2 separate regions of the Oryctolagus cuniculus genome follow, and region 2 is linked to region 1. The links are chromatin contacts, called in public Hi-C maps. All regions are on one chromosome and are shown on one strand. Each heading gives the region's core, a stretch centred on a gene start, on an enhancer-like site or on the middle of the called end of the contact. The rest is flanking DNA. Distances are from core to core; before and after follow the strand shown. Region 1 overlaps GLI3 (GLI family zinc finger 3). Region 2 holds the start of GLI3 (GLI family zinc finger 3).

What was found. A called contact is a pair of places that touch in the nucleus more often than the background predicts.
Region 2: a Hi-C map of embryonic fibroblasts shows a contact between it and region 1, with 2.9 times the contacts expected there. The contact joins the promoter of GLI3 here to the enhancer-like site in region 1. A contact is called at or near these places in 2 of 6 Hi-C or Micro-C datasets (embryonic fibroblasts and psoas muscle).

What each region holds. Positions count from the first base shown.
Region 1 is chr16:32,163,033-32,169,998 of mOryCun1.1, forward strand. The region is part of intron 2 of GLI3 (GLI family zinc finger 3); the gene reads right to left. Among named protein-coding and RNA genes, the nearest start is that of GLI3, 65 kb to the right of the region's middle. Within about 2 kb of position 4,484, at least 2 of the 8 cell types and tissues checked have an H3K27ac peak or open chromatin away from gene starts, as enhancers often do.
Region 2 is chr16:32,227,964-32,234,800 of mOryCun1.1, forward strand. GLI3 (GLI family zinc finger 3) reads right to left here and starts at 3,063. Exons shown (of 15, transcript XM_002713771.5): 1 at 2,925-3,063.

The sequences.
Region 1 (6,966 bases), core at 3,234-5,733:
CTCCAACTCCCCAGACAAAATATAACATGTGAGGATTCCTTTGTGGCTTCTCCCTGCAGCAAGGGCCAACTGACTCAGTACATAGCTATTTATTAATACTGCATGTGCAATTACAGGGCTTGATAACAATTGTGCAACATCTAGCACTGTGCACTCACACCTCTGCAGCGCTGCCGACCCTCTGCAGTATCGGAATTCTGTCCTCAGTTCACTCTGCTCTGCTCCTAGTCAGTGTCAGACTCAAAAACAACCTCTGGATGGTCACCCTGCTGCTTGGGACTCCTGTATTCTCTACTGGAGTGCCTGGTTCTATCCTGGATGCTGCACTTTCAATCTAGCTTCCTGCTAATGCACACCCTGGGAGGTAGCAGGTGATGGTTCAAGTACTTGGGTCCTTGCCACCCATGTGGGAAACCTGGATGGAGTTCTAGGCTCCTGGATTTGGCTTGGCCGAGCTCCTGGCTCTCAAGGGCATTTGGAAAGCTCTCTCTCTCTCTCTCTCTCTTTCTGGCTGTACCACTCAAATAAACAAAAAATCAATCATTCAAAAGCAGCCCCGATTGCAAAATTTTCTCAATTGTTTAGAAGTCTAGACTTGGGTCACAGCTTTCACTAAATGGACATTTTTCCTCTTGTAAGAAGATAAGTCTTTTTCTGGAATGACAACTTCAAGATTTTTTAAAAACTTTCCTATGACAAGAACTAAGCAAAAGACGATGAGCCGACAATATGAAAGGAGTGAATTAAAAAGGAGAATAACCAATTCTAATGTCATTATGTGCAAGCAACGTGAGCATATATATATGTAGAAAAAAATACTAGAAGAAAACGTACCAAAATGTTCATAATTTTTGTCCACACATGCATAATGGAACAAGGATGCCTTTTATTCTCTTTTGCTGCTTTTCAGTATCTTTTCAAATTTCTTATATTGAGTATCGCTTTTGTTGCTGGAAAACCATAATCAAATACTACAGGACACAGAAAAAGTGATGAGAGAAGAAGTAGTATCTGGGGTTCAAAGGCCCTGAGTCAGGGCTTCTCACAACTTACTCACGTTTGCAGTTTCCACGACTTCCTGGCTAAGACTAGTTGAAACTCAGGCACCTGAGCTCTCTGAGAAACCCCAGTCACTGCAGAAAACTGTCAGCATTGGCTACCCATGTTGGTGGCTAAACACACAGGGAAAATATGGAAAAGACTGAAGACTGACATGACTTGTTTTTACCTGTTTTCCTGAAGCATCCAATGGGGTCTTTTTATTCCCATAATTATATTCTACCCCCAAAATTATATAGCAGTGCCCTGTCTATGCCTCTAAGAATAAAATGAAATTAACTGCTCCAAAGGCGGGCTCTCACACACTTGCAGCTCCAAGTCAAACACCCCCTGTTTCCACTAGACCGCCACCATGAATCTGAACAGAAAAGGGGGTTCTGCTCATCCTAGCTGTGCCACTGCAGGCGGCTGGAGTAAGGAAACAATCGTGGTGGCTGCCATGGAGCGTGCCCAGGGATGCAGGGCTCGGGCTGGCATTCTGTCAACCCAGTAGAATTACATGGTGAGACGTGGGTTCAATGGATGAACTGGTGTCAAATCATACTACTTGTGGGTAAATCTGTGTGTTCAATTTTCATGTTTGTTTAAGACAGAGAGTGGGAGAAAGTGAATTCCCATTTGCTGGTTTACTCCCCCAAATGCTCACAACAGGCAGGGCTGGGCTGGGCTACACACTGGAAGCTGGGAACCCAGTACAGGTCTCCCATGTGGGTGGCAGGAACTCAACTTGACCAGTCAGTGCTGCCACTCTGAGACTGCATTAGCAGGAAACTGCACTCAGGAACCAGAGCCAGGAATCAAACACAGGCACTTGGATGTGCGACCCAGCAATCTTAACCAGTGCTATAACTACCAGGCCCAACACCTGCCCCATGAGCTGTGTTCTGCACATTCTTTGGTGCCCTCTCCCTTCCCTGTTGCCCATTCAAGTTGCTCCATGGCTGAGTAGTTTCTACAGCAGGGCAACGGACAGCGCTGAGACCTTCCCACCCTCCTAGTCCATCCACGGACCTGGGCCTCCAAAATGTTTGCTTGTGAGTAGGGGCAGAAAGTTCGGTAGTGGAACTGAGATCTCTTCCTCCAGTAAAATTAACACAACTCCTCACTTACTATTCATGACTTCTATGTAAGAGGGTACTCAGAAGCCACAGAGGACTCTCCAAGAAGCCTGCACCCTCCCACTGTCTCACATCACTCTCCCAGCAACCTTACAAACTCTGCAGATTATTCCACATCCCATAGTTTGCGGCACTGACGTTCAGAGAAGAAGCAAAAATCCCATCGCTATGGAGCTGCAGACAAGCAGTCAGGACAACGGACAGCTGGAGAGGGGGTCAGCTCTCTTCCCTAGGGCTACTCTCCCCTCCTCCTTGCAGATCACAACAGTGGTTTTCTTACTGTGCTTCCTCCTGCAGGTGGCTGTACTACACGTAGATGCTCATGAAATACTTGCTGCTTGCCTCATTTGGACAGGGAGCTTTTGTGAGCACCGAAGCACCACTGATGGACACGTGGACAAGAACTGGTCTACAAGTGATGGAAACAGGAAAGCCTAACACCCACATGTGCACATGCACACACCTGGATCACCTAACACCCACCCACGTGCACGTGCACACACCCAGATCACCTAACACCCACATGTGCATGCACATGCTCACACCCGGATCACCTAACACACACACATGTGCACATGCACACACCCGGATCACCTAACACCCACACGTGCACGTGCACACACCCGGATCACCTAACACACACATGTGCTCACACCTGGATCACCTAACACACACACGTGCACGTGCACACACCCGGATCACCTAACACACACACGTGCATGCACATGCTCACACCCAGATCACCTAACACCCACACACGTGATGTGCACACACCTGGATCACCTAACATACACACGTGCACATGCGCACACCCGGATCACCTAACACACACACACACGTGGTGTGCATACACTTGGATAACCTAACACACAACACATGTGTGCACATGCACACACCCGGATCACCTAGCACACACACACACATGCACTTGCATATGCACAGATCCTTCCTGTCTTCCTCTTCCCTCACATCTCACGCAGCTTTACATCACTTCTTTCTGAGGTCCAAGTCTGGCCCTGATTTCTGAAAAGCGATTTTTAAACTGGCATTAATATTTCTTTTTCAGTCTCAGCATGAATGGGGTGAGTGTCCTACATAGAGTTGGGCAATGAGTTTGCAGTCTCCTTTGGCTTTTGTGGAAAGATGCCCATTTATTCTGATTTAAAGGCAAGTAAATATTACAATACTCTCCAACCATTTTTTTCTGTCTTGTCCTGTCCTCCTTTCCTACCCATACTTGCTTCCCAAATGGATCTACCAGGGACCACCCAGAGCTTTTGAAACCAGTCTCTTTTCATGAGCACAAAGTGTTTTCTGAATCATTTCTTCCCCCAAAGTAGAAAGACGTTCAGAGAATTTGGGGGGAACAAGGTCATCTGAAGTGGTGCTGGGGAAGGGGCTGCCCCTTCCAGAGCAGGTGAGCAGGGGCAGGTGAGGAAGAACTGGAAGGGCTGTGGGACCCTTAGAACAGAAGCAGAGCACGTCCATTTGCATCCCCACAACTTGATGCTACTTTTAGTCATGCTGTGCTGGGCACATACTTGACCACTGCCACGTAGCTTTTGTTTCTGGTAACTTGCTGAGGCATTAGAGAAATCTTGGCCAGCCATGTTAAATCTACAAGTATATTCTGGCTTTATGTTTCTTCTGAAGGACAAAAAAAGCAATGGAAAGAAGATCCCTAGTGGTATTTGACTTAAAAATAATTAAATGCAGTATGGCTTCACGTGCCTATAGGATGAGACTGCCACACTTATACAAGGCATTAAAAGTCAAAATATGAGAGAATTTCAAGAAGTTTATGAAAAAAATGAGATTAAAAGTTTTTTAGGTGTAAAAAATTTCTGAAATCCATACAATGTGTTCATATTTATATACATTGTGTATACATACACTATATACAAAGTTTCACATTATCTATGTATAATATCTTCCATGGATATTTGAAGATTCCTTCAAAATATAAAACATAAACATTTTAAATGTCCAAAATCAATGGCAATTTTATTACATTTAAAGTCGAGAAAGGATGACCATCAACTGTTTATACCCGGATGACTCTGCCATCTCGCTTAGTCCACCTAAACCAGGAAATGCATCTATAACCAATGGGAAATTGACATGCAAATTCTCATCTCCTGATTCTCGTTTGCTGGGAACTCTCCCGCAAAACTGGGTCAGGCAGAGCCTGCACTGCATGTCAAAACTCCTTTCAACTGAATTCGTCTCTCCGCCAGACCCACAGACTTGGTCGGCTTCATCCCAAATGCCTGTTTATTCATTTCCTCCCCCTCAGAACGTGAAAAGCTCCGTGTTGTGGACCAGCTGGTGGAGTGGAGCAAACCCTCATCAATCAGCCCTGTGCAGACGCGCTGGGAGTCCGCGGTGCCTCTGCCCCGACACACAGGGAAAACAACCGAAGCACATTTTGGTTCACAAAAGCACATTCACATGTGCACAGACCTCCTCTTTCATCCGGCGGATCACAGCTCGTTTTTGATGAACTGTGCTCATCAACCACCCCCCAGGGCCGCACAGAGGGTGACGGCACGGGCGAGCAGGCTGGCTGCCAGGGTTCAAGGCCTGGCTCCGTGACTACACTCAGCTCCGGCTGGGGCGTGTCACTGAACTCCCCAGCACCATTTCTTCATCTGTAAAGTGTGGAGATAGCAGAGGGCTGGCAGGGAGCATCAAGTGAGTACACATGAGAAGCCGTCTATAGAAGCGAGCTCTCAGTAGCAGCACCTCCGACCCAGGCTGCCACGAGGTGTGTCTATGCGTGGGGGCCAAGTATCTTTCCTGCCTGATTTACATGAATTCAGGATGTCACGCCAGAGTCGCACCCTGTGTAACTTTTTCGAATCCGTGAAGTTTCCACAGAGACCCTGAGGCCAGCTGATCACAGACTTGGTAAGCCTGAGTTTCTGCAACCAACAAAGTGACAAATGCTTTCAATGAAGCCATTCACTGGCGTTGCCAGTGTGAATGCAGTGCACAGGACGAGCCCCCGCATGCGTGACTCCCGCACCTCAGCCTTCTCCTGTGAGGCCTTGGTTTCCTCGCTGTGAACAACAGGAGTAACAGGAGCCTCCCTCATAAAACTCTGCAGGGAGAAAATACGTCAAAGAAAAAGCACAGACACAAAACTCATGCAGTCCTCTATGCGAGAAATTGGATTCCAGCTTACTCACCACAATATATAACACTAACAACAGTAACAATGGCTATTGGACATTAGACTTTTACATCTTTGATCTCCTTAAACACTCACCACAAGCTTATGAGTCTCATCTTATCCACGAGGAAACCAAAGCTTAACGGGTGTAGGAACTTCCCAAAGGTTGCACAGTGGAGTCAGAACTTGCACCCGCCCATGTCTGCCTGACCCTAGAGCCCACACACCTCGGGATGGTCTGGCCCCTGGACAGTGCTCGTATTTGCACCAAGTCTGAATGTGTCTACTGAGTTCACGCCACAGATACCATGATGCGTGAGGATGGCCACACAATCAGCGATGGGGACCAACCAGGGGACAAAGGTTCATGCAAGCCTGTCACAGAGTCCTATTTCAATCTGACTCAACGTAACTCCTACTCTATTTAGTCCACCTACCCTGCAGCAGACCCAGAGATATCCCAAAAGATCCGCCAGGATGCCCAAGGCCGCTGAGTTCCGAGCAGAGGTACAAGGAATGCCCCATCACTATGCTGTGTGGCACTTGGCCTTTGGGCCCTGATGTGTCCTGCATAGGTTCACAGGTCACACAAAAGCCTCTGCAGAAACACAGCTGCAGCTCAGGTTTCTAAACCTTCTCCCCTGCCCCTACCTGGGACCAAAACTAGCCCAGGGGCCAGCCCTCCTGAGAGCATCTTTTCTCTCCTGCCCCCTCACAGACACACACATTCACATCTGATGCTGTCATTCCCAACTCCTCTCTTTCTCCAGGTACCTGGCCCAGAAGAACTCCTCTTTCAATCAGAAGAAAGACAAGACTTCAATTCATGCCAACCAATGCCTGGAGAGGCACTGCCTGCTGTCTGCCCCAGTACCCAGACTCACCCCACAGTCTGAACGCAGCGGGGATCATCTGCTTCCTCACCGTGTATGTGCTCAGGACAATCTGCTTCTTCAGCCCTGGGCTACCATGAAAAATCAAGGGCCCAAAACTTAATTTGCTGAGTGTTTCCCTCAAAGGATCCATTTCCCAAATCTTCCGCTAGGTGTCCTGTCTACCTTTGGACATCAATCAAGAGTAGAATATCAACGACCCTCTTCTGCAGCCCAGCCAGCAACTCAATCTCCCCTTGCTCCCAAATACCTCCCAAATTTCCAAGCAGTATCCAAGAAAGCATACCGTAAAAGAAGAAACTGAGAAGGGCTGATGTTCACTTACTCATTCATCCCTGTTGCATTCACTTATTTACTGAGCACCCTACTTTGCGATACAAGGTATTGATGGAGGTGCTGTGGCTCCCCAGTGGTGGGGCAGCTAGTCCTCCCTTGGGAGCTCACAGGACCCTGAGACAGCAAACATTCTCCTGGAGGAGAACAGGATGATGAGAAGAGAATGACCCAGCGCCGGGAGGGAATATCCGTGAAAGCTGCAGCAGATCCTCAAACTGAACACGGAGCAACATCCAAAGCTACAGAGCTGGAAAAAGAGACAGGCCAAGGGAACAGTGAGCACTGACCTGCTTCCTCCCTGCAGCTTCCACCGGGACCCCTGCTTACAGTCACATCAACAAGAGCAAACCACAGGCCACAGTTAACTCCACAGCCATGTGGAAGT
Region 2 (6,837 bases), core at 1,813-4,312, 64 kb after region 1:
TAATTGCATCTCCCTGATATAAGTTGGCAGAAAATCTCTTGAATCTTCCAAAACAAATCAGACCGACCTCAGAATATGAATGCCAGCAAAACTAAAACCTCCTTCAAAGACTTCTTTAGCTGGGGATTTACAACAATTGCATAAAGAAGAAAAGTCTGACTTTTAAGATAATCTACTATAGTCTAAAAGCATTAACATTCCATTACTAAGGTTTTCCTGAGCATTTCATGACTCATTGATTCACTTTTCCTTCAAGTCTGGTTTTTCTTAGTATGTTACTGTCTCCTATAAGAGAGTGCATGCAACAATGATCATTAAATTGTTTCCTTTCATAAGCTCCCAAAGTCTATCCTCAAAAAAAAGGGGAGGGGAGGCCCTGGTAAGCAGGATCCCTTCCTTAGAAGGAAGGCAGGGAGCTCTAACTGCCTAGGAAGGCAGGAAGGCTGCAGGTAATTCACTGGCCAAGAAACAAAGGAAAGTCCAACTTTTAGGCTTGGGCATCCCATTGACAAATTAATGATTCTTTCATCAAATAAGTAATGAAATCACTCAACAGAGCCATTTTTCATGAGCACTGAGTGCTCTCATTTCTGTCTCTGGTCCTCTGCAACTTAAACACACATTAAAAGTGTGTTTATATCAGGGTTCAATACAAGAATACAAGCACGTTAAAAGCACCGGGAATTGGTAGGCATGTGAGTTAAACCCACTAGCCTATTAACAACAATGCCATCTATACCTTTTAAAGTGTTTCTGCCTGTGTGAAATTTCACTAGACACCTCTCACATTAGACTCACTCACGCATCTTAAACCAAAGCTCCTCTAGGCTGACTTGAAGAATCCTATACCCTGAAAGAATCTCCCCTTAGGCAGGGAATTTCTAATTTAAATAGCTTTTAGTATAAAATAAACCCTCTGCTCTGTATACATTTGCCATTCGAACTAATTTAAATGTTATTTCATGTTTGTTTTAGGTTGGACTGCAGTGGAAGCAGCCAAAGTGTTAGACCCATATTTCCTAACATAAACAAATTCCTCAGATACTTCACACAGTTTACGTTGTTAAAAACAATCACCACTGCCTTAATACCACCCCTCCACTGAAACACTGGTCTGCTCTAGAGACACGAAGAGATTTTTGAGGCTATTCCGCTATTTTAAAACACAGCATTTTCCCTCTTCAAAATAATCTTGACACATGTAATTAAGAAACTGTCAGACTACTATTAATTTTTAATTTAAAACCTAAATGAAATAATTACAGGAATCAATCAATAAGGCACCTAATTCAAATTAGGGAGCAATTACATAAATACTCAAAATTAATACTTTAGGCCAATTCTTGAAGATTTCGGCCTGTAAATGTGCTAAGGCATCAGACAACACACAAAGTGTAACACGCGGTGGAGGAACAGCTCCTGCCTCAACAGCCAGAAATGAGGTGCTTTCGGATGGCCACGGCACAGGCTCCCACCGGCCATGCCCAACGCGCTCCAGCTGGATTTCCTTCCTAAAAAGTTCATTTATTTACACCAGACATATTTCAGGGATCAAACGGCCTCATCCAAATTCTGTACAGAATCAAATTTAGGAAGGAAAGGCCCAATTGCTCGCATTTGGCGGCGAAATAAGCGCACCGTGCTCTGTCCGGAGAGGCAGCATGGAGGGAAAAGGAAGGAAGGGAGAAGGAGAGCGCGGGTGTTCCCAGGACCGTTCCTGCCAGCCCAGCCCCTGCATGCGCACGGCAGCCGGCCCTCCGCAGCCCTCACTAAAGCGCTCTTTGACTTGGAGACGCGGACAGTCCATCATTGCAAACTGAAGTGGCAGCTGGAAAATGTGGAACAGCTGGCAAGGAGCTGGGAGAAAATGTTTTACATAAATATATGTACATACAAACTGGCAGAGGGCCACGAGCACCGTCCCCGAGGCCCGTCTACACCAGGGAGAGGAGGATCAGGGCGCGCTAGGCACCGCGACGGAGAAACCTGCTCAGCGGTGCCTGCACGCGGGGTTAGCGAGGGAAGCCAGGGGCCCCGCGCCTCTCGGGGCTGGCATCTTCCTGCGGAGGCTGCATCTGGCAGTCGGCTGCAAAGTCGCGGCACAGGCTCCCCACGCCTGGGGTCGGCCCTGTCTCCCTCTGCACCTCCTCCCGCCCCGCCTCGGGAGCGTAACTGTCTCCGTAGAGGCATTCACACCCCATTCTGCGCCGTGCAAACGCGGCCTCTTAAAACTAGCAGTGCAAGGACCATGCTTACTTTTACATATGTGTGTGTATATGTATATATATATATATATACATATATATAATTTTTTTCTCTGCCGCCCCTGGAAAGGAAAAGAAATAAGAGTCCCAAATCACACACAGATGGTACAACTTTCACTTTTCCTCCATGACGAACGAGGCGCGCCTCTCCCCGCGCTCACACCAAACCCCCGCCCCCTCCCCGGCCGAGCCCCGGCTGCAGAAGCCCCGCGGCGGCGGTCCCCGCGCGCACCCACCGCGCCGCCCGCCTCTTTCCGCCCGTCCCAGGGCCGTGCGCGCCCGGCGCCGGAGCCCAGAGCGCAGAGGAGGGACCCAGGAGCCTGGGGGCTCGCGCGGTCCCTGCGAAGCCTCGGCCAGGGCGGGGGCAAGGGACGCAGCGGTGGCGGTCACGAACTTCTCGCCTCCCGGGCGCGCGAGATGGTCCCGTCCCTCCGCGGATGGCCGGGGCTCGGGCACTAGGGAGCAGGGCGCGAGTCAAACACCCACTCCGACGCCGCACGGGTGGCTCTCCTAACTCCCGGCGCCTCCAGACAGCCATTTTCCACCCGCTCCCGTTCCCCCCGCGCCGTGCGGGGACCCCCTCTGGCCCCAGAGGCGGGGGCGCGGCCGCAGGAGCCGGCTGCGGGGCCCGCGAAACAAAGAACTTCTGGCGGGACGTACCTGCGGCGGCGGCGGCTGTCAAGTCCCCGAACTTCCCATAGACCCGCGTCCCAGGCGCGGGCGGGCGGCTCCGGGCTCCGCGCGGTCGCGGGCGGCTCGGGCTACCGCCGGCGGCCGGGCTGGGCGCGGGGTGCGCCCGCCGCGGGCATGGTGCGGCGCGGACGGCCGCGGGGCGCGCGGGCCGGGCGGGAGAGCGGCGCGGGCGGCTGGGAGCGGCGCGAGCGCGCGAGGGCGAGTGTGCGAGCCGCCGGCGGCGCTGGCCCTGCCCGCTCCCGCCCGCCCGCCCGCCCGTGCGGCTCCGGCATCGGTTTCAGGGATCGTGTAATCCGATCCCTTCTGACTCACGGGCCCTGAGTGACAGTTCTGATTTGGTTCACCCGCGGGAGGGAGGGGAGAGGGAAAGAAAGAAACCCCCCCACTGTCTGCCCCTCCGGGCCTGCAGTCGACTTTCGGCAACGAGGTCCCATCCAGGCCTGCAGCCCCGCGCGGGGCGGAGGCGCCCCCCGCCGCGACCCCGCGCTACTCACGGGGCGGAAAAGTTGTCCCTCGGCTCTGCGCGTCCCTCCCGCGCGCCCCCGCCTGCCCCGCTCGCCTCCTCGTCCTCCTCCTCCCCGCGCTCCTCCTCCCCCAACTTTTCACAGATGTTGCCGGACTCCCGGCGCTGCCGCGCGCTCGCGCTCCGGCCGCCCCGCCCCCGCCCCGTCCCTTGTCTCGCCGCCACTCCCGGGCTCGGTGGGGACGCCGGCCGCCGCAGGGGGCGAAGTTGGGAAAACTTGGAGCGCGGCTTGCCTTACTTTTGCTTTCTCGCTCCAGGCAGGCCGCGCCGCGGGCCCACGCTGCCCCCGCCCGCTGGGTCCCCGCGCCCGGAGCGGGGCCCTGGTGCGATGCGGGCGGCGGCGGCGGCGGCGGCGGCGGCGAGGAGGAGGAGGAGGAGGCGGCGGCGGCGGCGGCGCCTCGCGGGCCGGGGGCTGCGGGGGGAGCCCGGGCGCTCCGAGCCACGCGCGCGCTCCCTCCCCGCCCTCCGCCCGCTCCGCCCGTCGCCCGTCTTCACACAGACACATTCATGCCTGCTCCTCCTCTTCCCCCTCCTTGACCCCGCGCCCGCTCGGCGCGCCGAGGCCCCACCCACCCGGCGAGGGGAAGGGGGCCCGGGCGTGATGTCAGCGGCGCCCTTGCCGCCCGCGCCCGCCGCACCGCCGGGACGCCCCCCGACCGCGCGCCCGGGCGCCCGCGCTGCGCCTTACCCGGGGCCGTCGGCTCCCCAGTCTTTCGCTCGCTCCAGGCAGGACTCCCCTTCGCTTAAGGCCTCGCAGATCCCCGGCGCTCCCTCAGCCTCCCGTTTCTCCTGGCCAACCCCGAAACTCTCTAGCGCGCGCGCGGGAGGATGCTTTTGGAAGTTCAGGGCTGGCCTCTCCACTGGGCTCGTCCGCCCTCGGGGCGTGGGGACTGCCACCGCACAACCTGCTGTCCCCATGGGCCACTTGGTAAAGGACACAGAAACAAAGACCCTGGGCTTGGAGCCTGGACTCCAACGTGCAGCTTTTCCCGGAGCTGCGGAGTGTCCCTGCCCTTGTGTTGTCAGCGGCCCGTGCTAGCACAAGTTATTTTCCCTCCTCCTCAAGTGGCCGGTCCACATTCAGCTGCTCCCTTTCAGTACACTCAGCCTGGACCTGTGGCTTAGAAAGAGAGAGAAAAAGCAGAGGCGCTCTCAGGGGGGAAGAGAGGAAGAAGCGGAAAGAAAGCAAAGACCCCCCTGGGACATTCCAGCGTCCCTTCCTGCTCTCTGGGGTAAGCGGAGACCCCCACCCCGCCAGCCACAAGTGCCATCGCTGCGGGAGAGTAGGTGCGGGAGTGCTGAAGTGTTGGGATTGGAGGAGCATTTTGAGATTCGAATGCTTCACTGGAGAAAAGCTAGCGGAATCGGTGGTGAGAGTCACTGTTGGTTTCCTAGGACTTGTTGCTCGTCACAAAGACCTGAGGAACTTTTGCGCTAGAGGTGGTGGAAATGAAGTAGGACTGGCGGAACTTGCTGGCATTCGTTTAAGATTTCTCTCGACCTCATACCTTTTATTTGTATCTACTTATTTATTTGAAAGGCAAAGAGCCTGAGAGAAAGAGAGAGAGAGAGAGAGAGAGAGAGAGAGAGAGAGAGAGAATGTTTCATCTACTGGTTAACTCTCCAAAGGCTGGGGTTAGGCCAGACTGAAGCCAGAAGCCCAGAATTCAGTTCAGGTCTCCCACGTGGGTGGCAGGGACTCAAGTACTGGGACCCTGCACAGGAGCAAGGGGGAGAGGCAGTTCCAATCGCAGGGATTCAGATAGGTGATACTGTGCCCCAGGGGGCGCGTGGTAATCAGGGGGCCAAACACCCACCCCGCCTCTTCACTGGTTAGGAGGAGAAACCGCTTGCAGCTGGCCATTGCCCCCTGCGTCCCGTATTGAGTGCTGGCTTCTCAGCTTCAGGTCCAGGTTCCTGGGAACGTGCCTGGGGAGGCAGAGGAAGGTGGGTCCCTGCCGCTCGGTCAGGAGACCCGGATGGAGTTCCAAGTTCCTGGCTTGGCTCTGCCCTGGCTGTTGTGGGCGTTCAGGAATGCACCAGGAGTTAGAACAGCGCCCTCTCTTTCTCCCCCTCCCTCTGTGTCACCACACCTTTCAGATACATAAACATAAGTAAATCCGTAAGAGATAGAAAGATCGCTACTCGTTCATCATAGCGATCTAGAAGTCAGGAAGGGGCCCCGCCTGCCCCTCACTACCTGGCCTCGGGCCTGGGGATTCTCTGAGCCTCCCTGGGCTCTGAGCCCCTTGGTGGCACAGTGTGAGGCGCCACAAGCTCCATACTTCTCAGATGACTGGGTCAGCCGGGAGAACATGTGTAGAACAGCATGAAGGGACACACGTGTGTGAGAATTCTCTAACTGCAGACAACTACGAGCTACTCTTTGCTTCATGCACTCTTGCAGAATCCGTGATTTTTTAAATTCAAGTACTGCTTACACCTCCATCTCATAAATGCAAATAATAAATCCTGATAGCCTCTGTTCACCCAATGGCAAAAAATAAAAAAGGACAGCCAATAAATTAACGAGTAGAATAAACCAGATATTTTGATTCTTCCTTCAGTCTTCTGGCACACTGTGAAACATAAATTTTCAGTTATAAAAAGATAAGGGGCCGGCGCCGGGGCTCAATAGGCTAATCCTCCACCTTGCGGCGCCAGCACACCGGGTTCTAGTCCCGGTCGGGGCGCCGGATTCTGTCCCGGTTGCCCCTCTTCCAGTCCAGCTCTCTGCTATGGCCCAGGAGTGCAGTGGAGGATGGCCCAAGTGCTTAGGCCCTGCACCCCATCGGAGACCAGGATAAGCACCTGGCTCCTGCCTTTGGATCAGCATGGTGCATCGGACACGGTGGCCATTGGAGGGTGAACCAACGGCAAAAGGAAGACCTTTCTCTCTGTCTCTCTCTCTCTCTCTCTCGCTGTCCACTCTGCCTGTCAAAAAAAAAAAAAAAAAGATAAGAACAAAGAAAAGACAACTAATCTTTCCTCTTTTGCCCATCAGAATAGCTAAAAATCATGCCCTTAATGTTCTTGACCACGAAGAAAAAATTTCTGCTTTAAAGTAAACAAGTAAGTGGGCATATTTGTGAAAATCATTGTGAAAAAAGCATTTTGCCTTAATGTGAGCTAAGTAATGCTGTCACACAATGATTTTTGATCTGAGAAAGAACTCTTTTTTCCAAATAAAATTGTATGGAAAATCCCAAAATATAAGAGAGAATAACTGTGATGAAAGTTGGAGTCAGGTCTCAGAATACAGCCACCTGTGCCTTTCTCTCCTCATCCACTGTCCTTTCTGCAGTGGCTCTTGAAACAGCGCTAAAACACCCAAAGGCGCCCTCCAGCTCCGGGTGG